2 separate regions of the Mus musculus genome follow, and region 1 is linked to region 2. Evidence: chromatin contacts called from public HiChIP or PLAC-seq data. All regions are on one chromosome and are shown on one strand. The core of a region is the stretch at or near the end of the contact, and the rest is flanking DNA. Distances in the headings are between cores, read along the strand shown.

Region 1 (5,822 bases), core at 43-2,542, 93 kb before region 2:
CCTGCGGGTGGGAACACATTCTGTAGGATGGACTGTTGCCTACCTCCAGACAATGGAAGTCCTTGTCACCTTATTCCCTAGAGACCAATCAGTTTAAAGGGTGCACTGTTCTGTGCACAGTTGCTGATTCTCTATACTGTCCCCCCGGAAACCATATAAAAACTCACTGAATGGTTACTGGGGGTCGCAGCCTCTCCTTCAGGTCTGGGAATACCCCAGTGCTTTGGAAAAATAAATTCCTCTTGTTTTTTTGCATCAATCCCTGATCCACGTGGCTCACTCAGGGGGTCCCTGGTAAGCTAAGGCTCCCTTGAGTCTTACACTGTCTCAGCCTCTCAAGTGCTAGGATGCAGGTATGAAGACACCAATTTTCTTTTTTTTTAAATCTTGAGACAGTTTTGATAATTTGTGAAGGATAATCTTGAATTCACTCTGTAGACAAGGAAGGAAGGTCTTGAACCAGGGATCTTCCTGCCTCAGTTTACCAAGTAGCTGGAATTACTGGCTGTTTGGTTTCAGACCTGTGGACAAGGGACCAAGGTGCATATTTTACACATCAAAACAGGCTGGGCCTACAGGTTCTCCCAGCATCCTTCAGTCCTTACCTGACATACCCTGTCCCCAGTCCTTACTTTTCCTGCCCAGGGGTTGGGCTGCCTTTCCCCCAAAGATCTTCCCTATATAATCCAGACATTTTGGGCTCCCTACTCTTCTCTGTGTCCCGAAGCTCTTTCTGTCTCTATTCTCTCATGCCCCCTCCATGGTGACTTCCTTGGCCTAGGTCCCTGGGGCCAGTGAACTTGCCCTAGAGCAGCTTTCCAATAAACCTGCCTATATAATTTAATCTGGCTTGAATTGGCTCATTTCACCGGTGAAGCAATAACTCATCACTGTTCTGTACCACCAGCCCTAGTTTTGACATGACTTATACAACTCCTTTGTTTGAGCCTGCTGCTAACTTCATCCTTCCATTTCTACTCCTGCAGTGGTCTGTGTCCCTCTGAAGGTCACATCTTGAAATTTCCTGTGTGTTGGTATTAAGAGGTGGAGCGTTAGAGGGGTGACTAGGTCATAAGGGTGGAGTCCTACGAAAGAGATTATTGCACTTTAAAAGATTAGGGAAATGGCCCAGTAGGAGAAGCAGTTGGTATGTAAACATGGGGAACTGAATTTGAATGCCCAGAACCAATATCAAAACTGAGCACAATAGTACTTATCTGTACTCCCAGTGCTCCCAGGGAAAGATGGGAAAAAAAAACAAGAGAATCCTTGAAAGCTAGTTAAGTTTTATAGCCTGACACACCCAGTGGCAAACAACAAAGAGACCCTATTTCAAACAACACCCAAAGCAAGGACCAACACCCAAGGTCGTCCTCTGTCAAATGTAGGCCGCGGTACACCGGTCCCCCCTCCCCCCCCAAAGTTACAAAGTCACAAGTACCTAGCACCTGGGACAAGGTGGATATACCACTATTGGTTAAGTAATTGACCTAAGCAATGTAGTAATCATCTTTTTAACCTAATTAGTACCTCCCTACACAGAAACCATTTAGACAATGGTATAAGACTTCTAAGCTTGCTGGGCAGTGGTGGCACATACTTTTAATCCCAGCACTTGAGAGACAGAGGCAGGAGGATTTCTGAGTTCGAGGCCAGCCTGGTCTACAGAGTGAGTTCCAGGACAGCCAGGGCTACACAGAGAAACCCTGTCTCGAAAACAAACAAACAAACAAACAAACAAACACCTTCTAAACTCCCTTTCCTCCCAACCTGAAATCCTAACTCAGCTCTTTCTGAATTTTTATTCATCTCAAATCCTACCTTGAAAATTGTCTTGCTGGTGGGTGATGTTCACCTGCAATCTCAGCTCCCAGGGGCGGGTGTGTGTGTGTGTGTGTGTGTGTGTGTAAGTAGGAGCATTGGAGCAATGGGAGGTGGAAGCACGAGCATTGGGGGCAGTTCAGTGTAAACGGAGGTATCAGTTGCATCACTGGGACTATTAAATAGTACGGTTTTATACTTTCCTTCTTTTTTAGCACTTTAGATCAAAGCCTAAGTATTACATGAATGGTAAGTGCTCTACCACTAAGGCACATCTCCAGTCCCATCTTCATTTTCCATAGTGACTAGCTTTTAATTTTCTTTCACTATAAAAATATAGAAGTAATTAAGGTTGTAGCTCGGGTTAGTAGAGTGCTTGCCTGGGATTGATCCCAGCACTGCATAAACTGGGCTTAGTCATGTGTGCCTGTGATTCTAGCACTAGGGAGGCAGACACAGGACAACCAGAAATTCAAGGCCATCCTTACTACATAGGGAGTCTGAGGTAAGCTTGGGCTACCTGACACCTTCCCTCAATTTTATACACACAGGAAAGAACCCCGTCATTCGCTCTCTCTCTCATATATATATATATATATATATATATATATATATATATATATATGTCACTGTCTTCAAACACACCAGAAGAGGGTATCAGACCCCATTACAGATGATTGTGAGCCACCATGTGATTGCTAGGAATTGAACTCAGGACCTCTGGAAGAGCAGTCAGTCAGCAGCATCTCTCCAGCCCCTCTTTTTACATTTTATTTAGATCTTTTATTCCATTCATTGTTCATATAAACAAGGTTTAATGTCTGACACATGCTTTGTAGGTATTAGATGCAAAGTCATTAAAACATAGGCCCTTCTTGCTGGGTATGGTGGCATATGCCTGTGATCCTAGCACTCAAGATCACAAGTTCCAGACCAGCCTGGGCCACATAGTGAGTTCTAGATCAGGCTGAACATCATAGCAAGACTCTGTCTCAGGAAAGATAGCTCAGTGGATAAAGAAAGACATTTGTCACCAAATCTGATGACCTGACTAGATTCCCGGGACTCACTCTAGAAGGACTACCCTGCAAGCTGTCCTCTGACTTTTACATACTCATAGGTATACACACACACACACATGAAATAAATAAGTAAATAGTTTTTTAAAAAAGGAAAACTATAGGGGGCTGGAGAGGTGGCTCAGCAGTTAAGAGCACTGGCTGCTCTTTCAGAGGTCCTGAGTTCAATTCCCAGCAACTACATGATGGCTCACAATCATCTGTAATGAGATCTGATGCTCTCTTCTGATGCATCTGAAAACAGCTACACTATACTAATATTAAATAAATAAATAAATAAATAGATAAATAAATAAATCTTAAACAAAAAAGGAAAACAATATATACATATGATATATGTATGATTTCTTCCCCAATGTAAGTCAGCCAATTAGAGCAAGAGAACTAAATTAGCAATTACACACACACACACAAAGAGAATATGTGATTTATAGTCACACCCCAGTTACCATTAGCTCCTACCAGCAAATGTTGGAAATTAGAATGACCGTTACCATCCCTGAATTTGCACATGACCTTGCGTATGATTTTTCTGTGTGTGAGTGTAAGTTGTACCATGGCACACATATGGAGGTCAGAGAACAACTCTTCGGGTTATTTCTCCATTCTCACCTCGAGGGACTGGGTCTCTGGTTTCTACTGCACTGCATATACTAGGCTAAGAGGCCTGGGAACTTCCAGCATCCTCTTCCTCCACTTTCTATCTCACTGTTAGAGTTCTGGAATTACAGACACACCATCATATCAGGCTTGTTGTATTCCAGGGAACTTGGGTCATCAGGCATGAATCAAGGATATTGTTATGATTCTCTAAAATTAATCCCTATGTTTGACGTGAGCCTTACAAAATCCACATAGAATTTATTATGAATTCATCAATACTGTCAAGTTTAGTAAGAAGGATAAATGCCAAGATTGTTTTTTAAATGTGTGAAGAACAATTAGAAATATCTTGCCTGAAGAGGCCAACTCATAGCTAAAGACATTGGTAGTCGGGCAACACATTATTGACCTTGTATGAGAATTAGCGTATTGAACACTCGTTCCAGAAACACCCTTATTTAAACCTTGGTTTTATTGAGCTTTCAAGTTAGAGAGGAAGCAACAGAGTATTTGATGAGCACTGTTGGGATAATCACCTGTTTGGGGGAAAGGATCTCATACTTGAATTGAGTAGCACTAGAGTGTAGCTCAGTCTAGAGCGTAGCTCAGTCTAGTCTAGAGCGTAGCTCAGTCTAGTCTAGAGCGTAGCTCAGTCTAGTCTAGAGTGTAGCTCAGTCTAGAGCACTTGCCAAGAGACCCTGGGTTTGATCTTTAGCATCACAAAATGAAACGCTGAGCCTCTCTTTCCTTGTTTATCTCTTTCTTACAGTCGCTGTGAAAATGAAAAACGGTCTGCATGAGGTGCTTCGGAGCATCTGTGACTTATAAACCCAGTTACCGTTAGCTTCCACCAGTAACAGTTGCAAATTAGTTACAATCCCTGACCTTTGTAAACAAGCAAATGAAACTCTGTTATTCACTACGTTTGATGGTGTCTCTCAGTACAACTGGCCACTGAAATATTGTACAAAATGCCTGTAGCACTTGCTATTCAGGCTGCAGCTGGTTTGCCACAAATTTCATAACTCACCTCTACATCACACATGGACACGTCCTTAAAAGCAATATATCTATCACAAACCAAGAGCTTCAAACCCCAAAGGACTCAGTTCTGTTTCTCTAAATGTCTGAGCTTAATTTCCAAAAAGGTTTTTTTTTTTTTTTTTTTTTTTTTTTTTTTTAGGCCAAATGTTTCCCAGAAACCTAAGTGACAGAGTAGAGCCGGGGAATGAGGAGACGTGAAGTTATGTCTTGGCTCAATTACAAATGCAACCAGCTGCCTTACAGTTAGTCAAATTTTTGAGACATTTGTTCCCTCAAGCATAAAATAGAAAGAATTGCTGCTTTTCTTATTCCAAAAGGCAGTATAAGAGGCTCACACACCTTGTGGATCTGAGTGAAAAAATTAGGTATCAGTACCCAGTTCTTCTGATTCATATCCCGATAAATCATAAACTCTCCTGACCCCTCCTCTTTCCATCCTCCTCTCGGTCTCTATCCAATGTAATGACTTGAACAGGAATTAAACTGGAATTGTGTGTGAAGGTATCAAAATACTACATGTTGTTCAGTAGGTATTAGAAAGAGCTTGTGGATAATTAATTTCAAGTCAACTTGGCTAAGTCAGGGTCCAGGTATTAGGCCAAAAGCTATGCTGGCATTTCCGTGAGTGTTTTGATGAGATCGCCATTTAAATTGGTAGGCTGTGTAAAGCAGACAGCCCTCTCTAATGTGGGAAGACCTCAGCCAATCAGCTGAAGGCCTGAGTAGAACAAAAGGCTGCTTTCTCTCAAATATGAGAGAGTTCTGCCTGACAGCCTTCAATGAGACTGGAATAATGGCTCTCCTAGTTTTCTGGCCTTCAGGCCCACACTAGGACTTTTGGACTTGCCAGCACTCACAATCATGTGAGACAGGTTCTTATAATAGGTATGCACACCATTATTATGCTGAAACTCTCCAGATGGTTCTGGGAACTGCAGCAGAGTTTCTTTTAAACAGTCATAACTAGACATATTCTGCACTTTCCCTTTTTATGTCTGAAATGAAAATGCACGAAGAGTTCTACTGAATGGTTTTCTAGTGACTTCTTACCTATTCCCACCTGGAGCCTTGGGAGGTATTTTGGGATGATGATGATGATGGTGGTGGTGACAGTGATGGTGACTATTACTATTGAGCTAGGGCTTTTTTTAATAATCCAGACTGGCCTGGCACTTGCAATCCTACCTCAGATTCCCAAGTATTGTTATAGGTTTGTGACACTGTGCTAAGCTCTATGTAATGATGAGTAATTTACATAGTTGAGGAATCTTCTGG
Region 2 (5,787 bases), core at 1,605-4,104:
ACACCCTGTCTCAAAACCAAAACAGATGGGGGTGGGGCAGACAGAGAGACAGAGCCATATGCAAATGTCTTAGGGTTCCTATTGCTGTGATGAAACACTATGAGCAAAGCAACTGGAGGAGGAACGGTTTAACTGGCTTACATTTCTTTTGCCACTGTTCATTAGTGAAGGAAGTCAGGACAGGATCTCCAACAGGGCCAAAACCTGGAGGCAGGAGCTGATGCAGAGGCCAAGGAGGAGTGCTGCTTACTGGCTTTCTTAGTCTGCTTTCTGACAGAATCCAGGACTACCAGCGAGGGGTGGCCCCACCCACAATGGGCTGGGCCCTCTCCCATCAATCACTAAGAAAAATGCCCCACAGGCTTGTCTACAGCCCAATCTTACAGAGCATTTTCTTGAAGGAGGTTCTCTTCTCTTCATGACTTTAGCTGTGTCAAGTTGACATTAAACTATCCAGCACAGCAAGTTCTTATGGTTTTGTTTTGTTTTGTTTTGTTTTGTTTTGTTTTGTTTTGTTTTGTTCTGTGGCAGGCTTTCACCATGAAGTCTAGAAACCCATGATCCTCTTGCCTCAGCCTTCCAAGTTCTGGGATTACAGGTGTGAGTCACCATGCCTAGCTTCTTTTTTTAATATTTTCAATCAAAGGTCGATTGAATCCACACATATGAAATCCATGGGTATGGACAGTTGAATTTAATATTTTTAAAATTGTTATTACTTACTTTAAAATATATATGTATGTTTTATCTGATTGTATGTTAGTGTACTATGTGTGTGCCAAGAGGGTGTTGGATCCCCTGGAATTGAAGATTCAGGTGGTTGTGAATCACCATGTGGATGCTGGGAATTGAACCCAGGTTTTCTGGAAGAGCAGTAAGTACAATTAACCACGGAGCCCTTATCTTTCCAGCACCTATAATATGAATACATTAATTGTCTATTTGTGTAATGATGAATACGTGGTTGTTTCCATTTTAGGTTATTATAAATGATGCTATCATTAAGAAAGAAAAGTGCATTCCACCCTGTGTTTTGTGGAGATAAAAATGGTTCTGTCCAGCCATACTTCTGTATGCAGGTATGGATGTTCTCAGGGCAGATTAGTCACATTACTGGCAGGCCTTAGGAGTGTGTTAATAATTACTGTAAATGGAGCCCACTAGACATAGTGCCTGCATGCCACATGTATGTGTATGGTAACAGGGGTGGAAGTGCTGGAACAGAGTTCTAGACATTTGCACAAGAGAGTGAATCCCTTGTGTTACCTGTTAATGGTAGAGTTCGTTAATTGATACATATTTAGGGAAAATGTAGGCGCGTCAAACCCCAAACCCACAGTTAGTTCCCAGTTTTAGTTCTTCAAAAGCTAACCTATAGTTCTCACTTTATACTCCACTGTGGAATATTTGGATTCACCCCTTTATATATCCTATGTACAAAGTAAAAGGCAACCCCAGAGCAGGTGACTGTCTTCTATTAATGGCAAAATATATTTCCTTATTGCCCATCAAGGACAAAGTCTCCAGTGTATGTCTGCCACCCTTAGCCCTTAGTTTGTAGCTGACCTTTGCGGATATATTCTCCAAACTCAGCAAGGGCTGTGGTGTTGGATTCCTCGTGGCTGAAAGACACTGTGGGAATCTGGATGGCACCTGTTGGGATTCAGTGGTCAGAGACAGACGATTAAGGTTGATAGAGGTTGAGTGTTTCTGATAAAAGTCTGAAACCATAGCTGAATGTGGTGGTGCACAGCTGTAATCCCAGAACTTTGGAGGAGGGAGGGAGGGAGACAGGGAGAAGAAGATGAAGAAGATGAAGAAAAGCGGAGGAGGAGGAAGAGGCGGCGGAGGAGGAGGAGGAAAAAAAAAGAAGAAAAAGAAGTAGTAGAAGAAAGAACAAGAAGGAAAGAAAGAGAAAGAGAAGAAGAAAAATAGACAGATGATGGCAACCAACCAGCTTGCAGAGGACTATTTGCCCAATGCTCTGGGAAAACTATTCCCAGGCATCTCACTTCACTATGTGCACAATCCATCTTCCACTAAGGGTTAGCATTTGATCACTGTGTTGACTTGCATATGTTTGTGTAGGCAGTTTTTTTTTTTAATGAATCCACTACTTAATGAACAGAAAAGAGAAGTTGACAAGGCGTCCGTCCCACCAGCCTGCACAAATGCTCTTTTCTCCTGAAAGTCCAATGAGTTAGTTGCCTTGTTAAGTCCGTTTTAGGGGAGAACTACTTACATATTACATACACCCCAGGAATAATTCATTCTCTTCAGAGCCAGCGAGTCCTACTGACTCTACAATGTTATCCAGAGCTTTGTCCTTGAGGGAGTCCTGGGGAAGATCATTTAACGAAGCCAAACAGTTTTGTTTTAAGGCACCGCAGAGATTGAAAAGGTTAAAAGATTTAGAGTTGAAAGTGCTACAAATACTTTTTGGAGGCAGACAGGGGTAGGGTGGATGCCAACAGTGCTGAGAGGAGAGAAGCTGGAGCCTCTAGGCTAGGCAAGGGATTACCGACGCAAGTGCTAGACCAGTGCACAGTGTCCCGAAAGCTTGCAGAACGCTGGCTGGGCCCGCCCGCGTCCCTCAGCAGAGGGAGGTAGGCCCTCTGGGACTGAGGGACTCAGATCTGAGAACAAGGGGGCGGAGGTTCACCTTTCAGCGCCTCTTTTATAGCGACACGCTCCTCCTCGCTGAACTGGGAAGGGATCCGGGACGCCCCCCGATTTTCCCTGCTTCTAGGGCCAGTGGATCCGGAGACCGTAGCGAAAAAGAGAAGGAGCACAGCTGCCCAGGCGGGCAAGCTAGCAAGTAGCTCAGCCATGTCTCTCCCCAAAAGCCACCAGTCGGGCTAGAGTTTGGACCTAATAGCCTAAAGCATGACTCGCTGCTGACCAATCATTGATTGACCTGGACAGCAACCAACCAATCAATCGAGCGACCCGCCCTTGAGTTGCTGCCCTCTAGACAAGGGTCAGGACTAGCCTGCTCTTGTTCTGGCATTTACTACATGAGAGCAAAGGTGTGTGTGTGTGTGTGTGTGTGTGTGTGTGTGTGTGTGTTATAGCTTTAATTTCATCATAAACTGCAACAGTGTGTCTGTTGATAGGTAGTGCTTTGACAAACCAGCCCCGACGAGTTTGCTCCTGTTTTGAACCTTTTCTTAGCATGCCAAGATGTGACCTTGTGTCCTTGGGAAAATGAATAGAAATATGTAGCAGTGGTGGTGGTGGGGGAACTGGAGGTAGCCATTAGAAAGTCCCAGACACCAGGGAAGCGAGAGGTTCCCAGGACCCAATGGATATGACATTAGCCGAAATATCCAACAAAAGGGAGATAGAACCTGTAGAGAACACCTCCAGTAGATAGGCGTGGCCCCCAATTGAGGGTTGGGGCCACTCACCCATCTCAAAAATTTTAATCCAGAATTGTTCCTGTCTAAAGGAAATACAGGGACAAAAAACGGAGCAGAGACTGAAGGAAAGGCCATCCAGAGACTGCCCTACCTAGGGATCCATCCCATCTGCAGACACTAAACTGGATACTATTGCTGATGCCAAGAAGCGCTTGCTGACAGGAACCTGGTATAGCTGTCCCCTGAGAGGTTCTGCTAATGCCTGACTAATAATACAGATGCAGATACTCAAAGTCAACCATTGGACTGAGCACAGGGGTCCCAGTAGAAGAGTTAGGGGAAGGACTGAAAGAGCTGAAGGGGATCGCAACCCTATAGGAAGAACAACAGTATCAACTAACTGGACCCCACCCCCCTTAGCTCCCAGAGACTAAACCACCAACTAAAGAGCCATGGAGGGGTCCAGAGGTCCCATGTAGCAGAGGATGACCTTGTCTGGCATCAATGGGAGGGGAGACCAGGCAAGGGGAGGGGCAACATTTGAAATTTGAAAATGTAAATAAATAAGATAACCAATTAAAAAAAAAGAACTAATCCAGTGCTACAGGTCCCTTCCCCAAAGCTTTGAGGGTTAAGCCTGCCTGCCCTGGGGGTTTTCCTTTTAAAGTCCAACAAACTGTCCCCCAGTTTCTGTTAGAGTGTATTCTTTGTCCTCAAGCTTCCATTTGTGATGGTTCTCAAATTCTTTTATTAACGACACCAAGAACCCCAAGAGGGGCTCTGATTTTTCGGGTGTAATATGATGGTCCTACTAGAACTCTGAAAATAGATCTTCCTTTTAATTCTTTAATTGACAGAGAAAACGAAACACAGTACTGTCCCTCTAGACAGGTTTCATTAGTACACTTTATTCATGTATATATTTTGATTAAATTTATTCCTAAGCTGTTCTTCTCGCTCTCTCTCTCTCTCTCTCTCTCTCTCTCTCTCACACACACACACACACACACACATCCACTGATAACCTCTTATCCCAACTAGTCTTTGTCTGGTGTGTGTGTGTGCACATGCGTGTGCACGCTCTCGTGTGTGCATGTATGTGTTCTAGTGAGTTTAGTAAGGGCTACATCCAAATGTGGCAGGCGTGCATTCTGCAATAATCCTGCCCATGCACCTCCCACCCACATGTGATCAAGCACATTGGGTGCAGTTGGGCCAAACTAACCAGTTTAGGGGAGTGAGAACATGGACACTAGCCTCCAGCATTTTCAGAAGCATCTCTCCCGGGGCAAGGGTCATACAGGTTAGAGGCATTTTTTGCTTTATGGACCGCTTAGACACAATCATTAAAACAACTGGTTCTCACATCCCCCCCCCCCCCATGGAGTTGTATCCTGAGTCAAATCCTTGACTTCCATGTGGGCACCTGTTTATATTGGGATCTAATAACCATTAGCTTAGTGGTAGGGTTTAATCCAGTTAAGACATGAATGATGCAAGAGCCAAAACAGCACTTAAAACAGAGCCAGAAGGATCAAAGGTCCTGCGATGGCTGACATCCATTCCTACCTAGGAAGAGCCTGGAGATGAGACTGAGTGGCAAGTCATTTATTTCATCTCAGCCACCCCCCTCCTTCTTGCAATGCTTTCTTAATACAGTCAGATTATTTCTAATGTTTCCTGAGTGATTCATATAGAAACAACGTTCTTTTCTTATAGACACAAAATACCTCCTTGTTCTGCATAAAGCAGGTCAACTGCCTTGCCATACTGTAGAATTATTTCAGCTAATGAGTCTACCTGTTGATAGATCTGGGCCTATTGGGTTTTCCGCAGGCACCTTTCCTGGTATGCCGATGGGTACTATAGGTAGTCATTTTGTCCTTTATGCTAAGGAGCTTTCTTTTGACCTAGTTATTTTAGCTAGTTAAAGATATGGGGCAATATATGGCTCTTAGATACTGCTGATCTTTCCCAGGAGGACTGAAAGGCTGGGTTAAAAGCGGGGAGGGGATTCAGGCAACGGGGCATTCATCAGAAGCAGCTGGTTAGCTGACCCAGCTGAGGAGACAGGGAGCAATCACACGAGCCAGACTGGTTCACAATTAGCTTTCAGCAAATCCAGAGCTCACAGCTGTTTATAGTCAGCAGCTGATTCCTCTCCATTAGCCTGAACCAAAAAGGCTTGGATGGTTAGACATCAGGAAGAATTGTGCAATGGAGAGAAAGGAAAGTTTGGGATTTCACTGTCTTTTCTAAACCTTGGAGATCTTGAAGCAAGAGAGAGATATGAGCTATATACATTAAAATGTCCCGTAAGTATTTAAAATCTGCTTTTTAAAAGAAATCCAGTTTAAAAAAAATTTAAATGCTTTGTAAAATTTGAAAAGAAAAGAAACATTAAGTTCCTTTTTTTTTTTTTTTG

Evidence for each region. HiChIP or PLAC-seq counts read pairs in DNA pulled down with a chosen protein or histone mark.
Region 1: an H3K27ac HiChIP or PLAC-seq map of embryonic stem cells shows a contact between it and region 2, with 14 read pairs. The contact joins the enhancer-like site here to the promoter of Pm20d1 in region 2. A contact is called at or near these places in 1 of 39 promoter capture datasets (cranial neural crest), 5 of 484 Hi-C or Micro-C datasets (B cells, the G1E-ER4 cell line, bone marrow-derived macrophages and 2 more), 4 of 115 datasets of contacts at active chromatin or transcription factors (bone marrow-derived dendritic cells, bone marrow-derived macrophages and embryonic stem cells) and 3 of 9 other capture datasets (adipose tissue, liver and pancreatic islet).

The regions. Positions count from the first base shown.
Region 1 is chr1:131,885,796-131,891,617 of GRCm38.p6, reverse strand. No RefSeq gene overlaps it. Among named protein-coding and RNA genes, the nearest start is that of Rab29, 21 kb to the right of the region's middle. Within about 2 kb of position 1,292, at least 8 of the 459 cell types and tissues checked have an H3K27ac peak or open chromatin away from gene starts, as enhancers often do. A contact at or near this core is called in embryonic stem cells, where this site is marked.
Region 2 is chr1:131,794,462-131,800,248 of GRCm38.p6, reverse strand. Pm20d1 (peptidase M20 domain containing 1) reads right to left here and starts at 2,854. Exons shown (of 13, transcript NM_178079.3): 1 at 2,663-2,854; 2 at 1,567-1,653. The coding sequence starts at 2,831.